Linked DNA regions of Mus musculus: region 2 is linked to region 1. A link is a contact called in public Micro-C data. All regions are on one chromosome and are shown on one strand. The core of a region is the stretch at or near the end of the contact, and the rest is flanking DNA. Distances in the headings are between cores, read along the strand shown. Region 1 holds the start of Sox6os (SRY (sex determining region Y)-box 6, opposite strand). Region 2 holds the start of Hmx3 (H6 homeobox 3).

Region 1 (4,685 bases), core at 1,500-3,999:
AATATAGTACAGAATGTATCATACCACATAATTCTAAAACAGCTCAAATATTTGCATTTTAATTAAAAAACATATACTCCAAAAGAGCATTCCTTTTCTTCACTTCACAATAAAATCAACAACGAACCAGATAAAAAATAAACAATAACAAAAAAAACCTTCTCTTCCTGCCATAGTAAGAAATGTGGAAGGGCAGAGGAGAAAGAGGTGTCAGTACTCATGAAGTGACTAAGGGTGTCAGCTTGCCTGAGGAAATACCTGGTCTCTTCCTGGTATCCAGTCCTGATCACTTCATGTCTTTGGCCATAAACTAGATCCAATGACTTCTAGTGCACACTGGCTTTCAAAATGTGAACCATTTAGTGGAGTGTTTCCTTTTCTTAAGAACAGGAGCAATATAACATTTCTTATAAGGTCTCTCAAATATTGAGAAGAAATCTACATGTCATTGTGCCTCTCCACATGCTCATGTATGTGCATACAACAAAGACCCTCTGGAAAATGCATCAATAAAAATTCCCAGGCTGAGAGAACAGAAACTTCAGCTCTAACCTTGGTCATGCTATAAGAAAAGACTGTACTGGCTTCCATCGAAGCAAGAGAAACTTAGTAAGCCCCAGCTTCTCATCACAGAACCCCTGCTGCTGAGAAAGCTAACTGTCCCACTAGACCTGTGCAAGGTTTCGGGGAAGTGTTTGCTCATTTGTTTTGAAATTACAGAGAATCTTTCCAGTACTATATCTGAGAGACCTAGAAGCAAGGGAAGAAGGCAAATTGATGTCAGTGCCTAATTCTGAGTGCTGAATTCCACAGCGAGTGCCCAGGGTGGCAGAGGGATGACAGAGGAAAGGTCATGTTTGAAGCTGCACAAGTCTGGTCTGCACAGGGCCACAAGCCTTAAAGCTGGCCTCAGGCTAGGATGTCCCGGGAAGCTCAACAGGAAACTAGCATCCATCTGAGCAGACAGGGAGACAAAGCTCTGCTCTAAGAACCCCAAGCTGAACAGGAATGAGAAGGGAAACAACAGATCTGCCCAGCTCCCAGGTCCACTAGCAGCCCCAAGCAACTAGGCCTGAAGCGGGAGCAGAAACTACAATCAGGCACTGACACTAAATTATTGTGATAGACCTCTGAGAGTGGGGGAAGCAGGGAGACAAGTGAGCAGATCTGAAGTCTCTTCCCAAGCCAAGTCACACAGTGCCAAGACTGGCTGATCCCAATAGATGAGTGCACACAGAGTGTTTGAGCAGATTCTCCAGGGCAGCATGTGGGTAGGATGTGGCCAGGTTTGTTCTGTTTCCCCTTTCCCCATCCAGTCTGCAACCTGCCGCTGATGTTGGGTACCTTCTCCTAACCAGCACTTGCCCCTTAGCTGAAAACTACGAAAAACTGGAGAAGGAGAAAAGGCAAAAATCAAAAGCGAGATTTCATGGTCAGTCTTCCTAGCCAGGGCCTCTCCAGGCTCTCCTGGCCGGTTAGGCTTCCCTTGGGAATCCTGTAATCCAGAGCTGAACTGAGCTACTCAAGTCAGCCAAGCCCGTGCCTATGGGCCTTGGGGATGAGGTGCTGAGTACGCAGGCTAATTATACATGTGGCATTTGGGCAGCCAACTGTCCAGTTGACACCTTACCTTATGAGGAAGCGTCCTCCCCACCAACTGTTCAAAACAAAATGCCATCTCGGGATCAGCTTCGCCTGCTCTGGGCCGGTTCAGGGTTCCCTCTCCTACCGCCTCTCGCCTCTCCAACCTAACACAAGAATGTGGCCTAGGGAGGCCAGTCGCAGGCAGGCAGGCCCGCCAGGGTTGGGGGGACAGGCGGGGCGGGCCTTGCCAGGTGTCTGTCCTGTCCCCCCTCACTGTGGACCAGCTCGGGAACGTAACCACTTGACCTTTTTATTCACCGAACCCACCTTCTAGAAATAGACTGGGCGGGGCTGTGTCTGTTCTCGGACCAGGGGGAAAACCCGGACATGTGACTACAAAGGACAGAAGAGAGGAGACCCTGGTGGGCGGGGGGAAGGGGCATTCTCTCCACTGGGTTGCTGGCTGGGCGGTTCCGTGAGGGCCAAAAGCCAAGCCACTGGAGTTCACCCTGGAGCCCAGCGTCCAGGACCGAGAAGTCACCAGAACTCCCTCTCAGACATTGAAACTGGAGGTCCGGAGCCCAATCTATTGTGCCGCTGGGACAGTTTCGGACTATCTTGAGACTGAAACTTCAAGTGCGGCCCTTACAGGAGGCAACTCGCAGAAGCAGCCTAGAACAGCCCATCTTGCTAACTAGCAGCCCTGCCAGCCCAGTAAATGACTTATTTTAGACCACAAACTGGAGTCGCTGCCGATAACTGGTCATTCACACAAACAAACATTTTCAAACTTGGTCAGAGTCAGACAAGCTTAAATAAAACTCATAATACGCCGGAAACGACCACCTTTTATCTATCCGAACACACCAATTCTTTTTATCTTAAAGCTGCGCGGACCCGGAGCCAGTCTGTCCTCCGCAGAGCCCGGCCGTTCCTTTGCATTTGCAGCAGTTCAGCCCCAGCAGCCTTTGCACAAACCCGGGTCCTTCTTCGTACTGCCCTTTAAGGGAGAAAGCCGAAAGCAGCTCCCCCGGGGCAGGCGAGCCTCGCCAACACCGCCTCCCGCCCAGGGCCCAGCCGGTGCTCCGAACATCGGCCCGCAGCGGGCAGCCAGTAGCGGGCCGGGCAGAGAGCCTAGAGGGACGAAGGTTGCGGGTCAGGCTCTGAGCCGAGGGTGCCGGCTGAAGCGCAGAGGACCTGGAAGCCGAACCCGCGCGAGCCTTACGGGGCTGTCCCTCGCCCACGCCGTCAGCGGGCCAGCCTGCGCAGCAAGCGTGCTGAGCAAAAAGGACCACCGTTGGGTTGCAAACTGCCTTGGAGTTCGGTTTGTGTACTGCTGAGAGGACCATTAAAAGTAAAGTGCAATAGTGGAGGGAGCAAGGGGAACTGGAACTCGAGCGTCCCGGGAAAGTCGTGGGAAGCCCCGGTGGTGGAGGGCGAGGAGGGAGCGCGCGGCTTCTAGCCACCCGGGTTTTCTTTAATCCTCCGGGTAAATTTCACCCCTAGCGCGGAGAGCTACGAAGATCCTGGAGTCCCGCCCGCCCTAGGCCAGCGTCAACCCCACAACTAGCCAACGATCCCAGTCCGAAATGGGGGAGGTTCAGAAGCCCTGCGGGTCCTCCCGGCCCCTGAGCCACAGCCTGGCTAACACTGACGCCTCTTAGAACTGCGGCGGCGCAGTCACACGGCAAATCGACACTTTTCAAGAAAACAAAATATTCATTCTCTAACAAAACTAACTTCGCATTGAGTTTCTATTGGGGGAGAGGGGTTAACTCGGCCCTAAAGGAAGCCCGTTTTGTCCAGGTTAGATTTTGTCTACTTATGGATCAGCCGTTGGGTGAGGGTTTAATTTATGGCTTATGCATTCTTTTAAGGTCGATTTACATGACCTCCGGCTACAACTAAGATTGCCGAAGAGGGCACTCCAGTCGTCAGTCGGCCAAACCCACAATTACAACAGCCCTCCCCCACCTTCTGTGGCTCAGACTCCCCTGGCAATCTAAACTGTTCTCTCTCTCTCTCTCTCTCTCTCTCTCTCTCTCTCCCTCTCCCCCCTCTCCCCCCTCTCCCCTCTCCCCTCTTCCCCCTCTCCCCTCTCTCCCCTCTCTCCCTCTCCCCATCCTTTCCTCCTCCACCTTTCTCTTGTTTCTTCTTTTTTATGACTTTACTTTTTGATATTATGAATAACATAAAATATCACTTTGAAAGTTTCGCTAAAACTTTCTCAAAACCCAAGCAAGCATGCCGCGATGAAAGATCCAGTGTTCACAAAGCCCTCAAGATGTTGCCCTCTTGTGGGTACAAAGGGCATTGCCATCCAAGAGCCCCATCTGAACCCTAAGCTGGAGAATAGAAAGAGCGAGGGAAAGGGAGAGAGGGGAGGAAGAGGAGAGAGAGGGGAGGGGGAGGGAGAAGGAGAGAGAGAGAGAGAGAGAGAGAGAGAGAGAGAGAGAGAGAGAGAGAGAGAGAGAGAGAGAGAGAGAGAGAAACACTAACACAACACAGTAGGCACACCAACTTCTTCCATCCCACACTTGTGCGAACTTCCATGAAATACCTACCTCGAACTTTACGGAGACTTAACAATTCACTCTCTAAGCCACCTGACTTCTTTTTCATCTCATTCCCACTTCTATAGATTATCTACTTGGGGAGGCGAAGGTGGAGGAATTAGGTGGGCCAAGAGGGCAGACAGATTTCCGGACGAATACTTGCGATGGCGATAACACTTCTGCTGTCAAAGGTGGCTTTGGCTGTCTCTCCCTGCCCTTTTGCCTCGGTGTCCTACGCACAGTTATCTGCGGCTACAACATGTGTTTTCTCGGAGTGATTTGGGGAAGGGGTGGGGGCAAGAAAACCAGAAACCCGCCACGCAGATCTGTCACCGCCTCCGGAGTAAGGCACAACTCTCCGAGAGAGGCAGGCATCCTGAGGAACAGGGTGTCCACAGCAAGGGAGCGGCGCCGGGCCCCTTTCTCTACCTCGACTCGCCCGCTTGCCTGCCCGCCGGCGAGCACCCTCCTCCCAGTCCCCTCCCGGCCAGCCGCGGCTCTGCCAAAGGCTGCGCTCGACTGCCTCGCGTCCCTCCGCTGTCCCAC
Region 2 (5,039 bases), core at 32-2,531, about 16 Mb after region 1:
AAATGCCACCCTTTGGGGGGAAAGTGCTGTGTTCAGATCGCAGGCTTAAAGTTGATCTTTGAGCCGCGGACACAGTCACCAAGAAAAGAGCGGTGTCCTTCGGAGTACAGTTGTCAGTGAGGAAACACCGCTACCCCGACAGTTGCACAGGGGAAGCGCGTGCACAGAGTCGCATACCCAACTCCTACTCCTGAAAGATTCAGAATCACTCATCCATTTTCAGGACCAAAGGCCAAGGCTACGCGGATTCCTAAGTCGGCAGACTCTCGACTAGACGAAGAGCGGGGAAGCTCTTTTTGGCCGCACCCTGATTAGCAGGTTTGGGGAAAGAAAGTACTGAGTTCTTTCGGGGCCGGGGAGGCGCCCTACTTCCTGGACCCGCACGGCCAAGGCTTTCCAGCCGCGTGGGGCAGCTGGCCTCTGCCAGGCCGGGAGGGGTGGGAGAGCGGCCGCTGCTAGCGCGGATAACCCGGAGGTGACCCAGGCCAGCCTGCTCTGCCCCTCCCCCTCAGGCAGACCGGACAGCAGCCAGCCCGCAGCCGAGCTGCAGGGGGTAGAGGGAGGTGCTTGCTCCAGACTGGAGCAGGTCCGTGCGCTCCGGCCCGCCGGGGGCGTCTCCTTCTTGAGGTCCCTCGCGCGCCTCCCGCTTGGTGGGAGCTCTCAGAGTGCCTCTTTAGCGAGAGCCAATATCCTTTTGTGCTAATAGGTTTGTCCTCATTTGCTGCCTAATTGGACTATATAAAGCCAATAACAGGCGGGCTCTCATAGCCCGAAGCCAAAGCGCCAAAATCCGAGGGAAGGCGAGGAGGGGGCGGTAGAGGAGGCGGCTGCGGGGCCTGGGCTCGGCTGCGCCTTGGCCGGCCTAATCCCATTTGCCATTGTACGCGCCCAATCGCCGTATACTCCCCGCATTTAACTTGGATGACATTTTGATTTCATCATTAGCATCCGGCGCCGGATTGACGCATCCCCAAGCCGGGGACCGCTCTCGCAGCCTCCTCCCGGGGAGCCGCAGCTCCTACCGGCCCCCTCGCTCCCTCGGCGCAGAGGCAGGTCCGCTCCCCGCCCCTCTGGACCCCTCCCCCCATGCGAGCCCGCCCCGGCCCGGTCCCCACCCCGCCCTCCCGCGGCTCGATTCGCGCCCGGGGCGGCCCCCGACTTTGAGCCCCGTAGTTGAGTTCCGTTTATGGTCTGATTTCCGGCCCCTAGCCTGCTCGCCCCGCCGCCCGCCGCCCGCCTGTCCCGCTCCCGCCCTCCGTGGGACCCGGAGGACTGGGGACCATGCCGGAGCCCGGGCCGGACGCCTCGGGCACTGCCAGCGCGCCGCCCCCGCAGCCACCGCCCCAACCTCCCGCGCCCAAGGAATCCCCGTTCTCCATCAGGAACCTGCTCAACGGAGACCATCACCGGCCGCCCCCGAAGCCTCAGCCGCCCCCACGAACGCTCTTTGCTCCGGCCTCGGCTGCTGCCGCCGCCGCCGCCGCTGCGGCCGCCGCAGCCAAAGGTGCCCTGGAGGGCGCCGCGGGCTTCGCGCTCTCGCAGGTGGGCGACCTGGCTTTCCCCCGCTTTGAGATCCCAGCGCAGAGGTTTGCCCTGCCCGCGCACTACCTGGAGCGCTCCCCGGCCTGGTGGTACCCCTACACCCTGACCCCCGCCGGCGGTCACCTCCCGCGACCAGAAGGTACCGACCTCTCTTTGAACTTTCGTTCTCCCCTCTTTCCCTGTGGGCCGGTCACATTCCCTCTCAGAGATGGTGTCACTGCAGTTAGGGATGCCCCGACACCTGCCAACCAGAGTTTTGGTTAACTTCCTTCGGCCTCTAGCCAGCATCTTTCCTGCGCCGCTCGGCTACGAGGCCAAGGAAACCAATCCCACTTGCTGAGAAAAGAAGTGCAGTTGGAGGCCCGGGCTCTGCGATTCCCGGAAAAAAATTGTCCTCCAGCAGGAATGGGTGGCTTGGGATGGCCTTGGGGGGTGGGGGGGAGGCCTGGAAGGCAGGGTTGAACCTTAGCAGTGGAGAATTTTCCCGCTGGCCCCTGGCGTGGGAAACGCGAGATAAAAGGAGCGGCCCTGATCCCACCATTGCCTGGCCAGTCCTAGAAAGGCGAAGAGATCTTAGATCTTTCTGCCCCACTGCAGCCCAGCGGGGACACGGGAGAACCGAGGCCCAGGGCCAGTAGCCCGAGGCCAACGTGTGGGTTGCGCTTGGTGCTCCCAGATCCCTGCCTCGCTCAAGGCTGTGTCGCTGTGCTTGTGTGTGCGTCCGTTTGTCTGTCTCCCCAGCCTCGGAAAAGGCCCTCCTGCGAGACTCCTCCCCTGCGTCCGGCACCGATCGAGACTCCCCGGAGCCTCTGCTCAAGGCTGACCCCGACCACAAGGAGCTGGACTCCAAGAGCCCGGACGAGATCATTCTGGAAGAGAGCGACTCGGAGGAAGGCAAAAAAGAAGGCGAGGCGGTGCCTGGCGCGGCCGGGACGACCGTAGGGGCGACTACGGCGACACCGGGCTCAGAGGACTGGAAGGCGGGCGCCGAGAGTCCCGAGAAGAAGCCGGCGTGCCGCAAAAAGAAGACGCGCACCGTCTTCTCGCGCAGCCAGGTCTTCCAGCTCGAGTCCACATTCGACATGAAACGCTACCTGAGCAGCTCGGAGCGCGCTGGCCTGGCCGCGTCGCTTCACCTCACCGAGACGCAGGTCAAGATCTGGTTCCAGAATCGCCGCAACAAGTGGAAGCGACAGCTGGCGGCCGAGCTGGAGGCGGCCAACCTGAGCCACGCCGCTGCGCAGCGCATCGTACGCGTGCCCATCCTCTACCACGAGAACTCTGCGGCCGAGGGGGCGGCAGCGGCTGCGGGGGCACCGGTGCCAGTCAGCCAGCCGCTGCTCACCTTCCCGCACCCAGTCTACTACTCGCACCCGGTGGTCTCGTCCGTGCCCCTACTAAGGCCGGTGTGAGATGGGACAGGGGACAGGGAGTGAGCACCCGGCCACCTTTTGGGGACCCCGGAGGAGACTGGGCCGGGCCGAGGGTGCCGGGCTGTGGCCAGCGACCTTGGGCTCACTGCCTTGCCTCCCACCCCCCAATAGCATTTTGTAAGTATTTGCAATGCATTTTCGTGCAATTAATTCCTATGAATTTGAGGCGCTTCTCCTCTTATTTTTGGTTTTGCTTACCATTGAGAGAAAACGGGGTGGGGCAGGGGGGAACGACAAAATTACCAGGTCAAAACTTCCAATTGAAAGTTCTTTAAAAAAAAAAAAAGTTCAGATCTCCCCTTAAATTACCATTGCTCTGTGGCTCTGAGGGTGTATTTTTACAGAAGGAAAATAAGCGAAAAATTCAACTTTTTTTTTTAGTTTATTCATTTTTCTGAGGAACTATTTTCAAAATCCCGAGAGAGAGAGAGAGAGAGAGAGAGAGAGAGAGAGAGAGAGAGAGGGAGAATTCATATCGAATTCATATTAATTCTGGATTTCTGGGTGTGGTTCTTTCCCCACACCCAATCAGTTATCCACCACCCACCTTCCAAAATCTGAGCGGCCTCTGGTAAGATCCTCACTTGGTCTGTCTGTGGCAGTCAACTCCATTTATCTCCGTTTGGACTGAAGAATTCACTAAACAAAATGTTTAAAGGGAAAACACAAAAGCCTCAAATCCAGACCTGTAACAGCTTCATATCTGGCTGAGTGGCAGTGGTCTTACTTATTCCTCGAATTTATTTAGTGGTAATATCACTATTACTACTTTGCCTGCTTCAGAAGTTGGTTTCCTCTCTCACGCTCTCTCTCTCTCTCTCTCTCTCTCTCACTTTCTTTTTTGTAGAAAAAAATACATTTTATCCTCTCCCGGTTTTTTGTTTTTTTGTTTTTACTTTACAACAACCGTTGTGCTTTGGCCTGTGCAATATTGTACAAAATTTCCCTCAAGCCCCGCCCCTTCCTCTGCTGGGATAAAGACCACCACACGGCAGCATAATCATTAATGTAGAGGGAAGATTAAGCAGGAGAGGGGGAAGGAAGAAAGCAAGGTAGGTAGCGAGGAGTGAGCTAGGCAGAGTGGAGCGCTTTAAGTGAAGGACAATCAACGTAGGAGAATCTTAACTTATTTGATAACTGTACAGTTTTCTTGTAAAACCTCCCAACTCAACCGGGCACCTTGCTCTGGTTCCCTGTTGGCTACACCTGTTGTTCTGTTGTTTTCATTCGTCTGTTTCCCCCCTCCCTCCCTCCCTGTCCTCTGCCGGAGTTCAGTCCCTTTATAAGAAAACAAAACAAAACTCCACAAAATATTGTTACACTTAATGTTATTGTGGAATCGAATTAATTAAAAAGAAAAAAATAAGCCTTTCATGTTGCCAGAGTGTGTAACTTTGGATGCTTTCCACGCCCCTGGGAGCAGGTGAGCAGGGAAACTCTCCTTGCCTAGCTCTCTGACTACCTCTTGTGCTCTCTGAGTCTGACCTGCACTCACGCCCCTACAATCCAGCCCGCAGAGGAGACAGGGGCGGCTTTGTTCAGGACCAAGGGCGTTCTTTCCTCTGTATCTTCTGCTGCTTGAAAGGCCCTCGTCAGAGCAAGGAAGAATGAGGCATGGGAAAGGTATAAAGATCCAGGTTTATGTCCAGCTTGCAAATTTGAGCAAAATAACCCTGAGCTTAAAGGCAGGTGGTATTTCCCAAGAAAAAGCTAAAGCTTGCATTCTTTCTTCAAGCCAGGGTTCCTTCAAGAGCTGGACAGGACATCCCTAAGATGTCTGTCTAAGATTGTGGTGCCTGTGATTGTCCGAAGGGGTGTTGGGGAAAAGAAGGGAGCACAAAGCTTGGAATTCTGCTGAATCTTGAGGCAGGTCATTAAACCTAGCAGTCCTTGAGATAGATGGACAAGGAGTTACCACTTCTAGGACAGGGAGACAGCTGAGCTGGGAGAAATTCAAGCATCCAGTGTAGACCTTGTAGAGGATGTGCCACTGGCTGAGAAAGGACTGGAGTTGACTGGTTCCCCCAACCAGGCTTTCTATGCCCATCGGTTCTCAAAGCTGCC

The links. A called contact is a pair of places that touch in the nucleus more often than the background predicts.
Region 2: a Micro-C map of embryonic stem cells shows a contact between it and region 1, with 15 times the contacts expected there. The contact joins the promoter of Hmx3 here to the promoter of Sox6os in region 1. A contact is called at or near these places in 1 of 39 promoter capture datasets (cranial neural crest) and 3 of 484 Hi-C or Micro-C datasets (all in embryonic stem cells).

The regions. Positions count from the first base shown.
Region 1 is chr7:116,029,230-116,033,914 of GRCm38.p6, forward strand. Sox6os (SRY (sex determining region Y)-box 6, opposite strand) reads left to right here and starts at 2,750. Exons shown (of 2, transcript NR_152104.1): 1 at 2,750-2,938; 2 at 3,091-3,321. The region is part of intron 1 of Sox6 (SRY (sex determining region Y)-box 6); the gene reads right to left.
Region 2 is chr7:131,541,682-131,546,720 of GRCm38.p6, forward strand. It overlaps Hmx3 (H6 homeobox 3), which reads left to right and starts at 1,282. Exons shown (of 2, transcript NM_008257.3): 1 at 1,282-1,681; 2 at 2,284-3,255. The coding sequence starts at 1,282. The coding sequence ends at 2,954.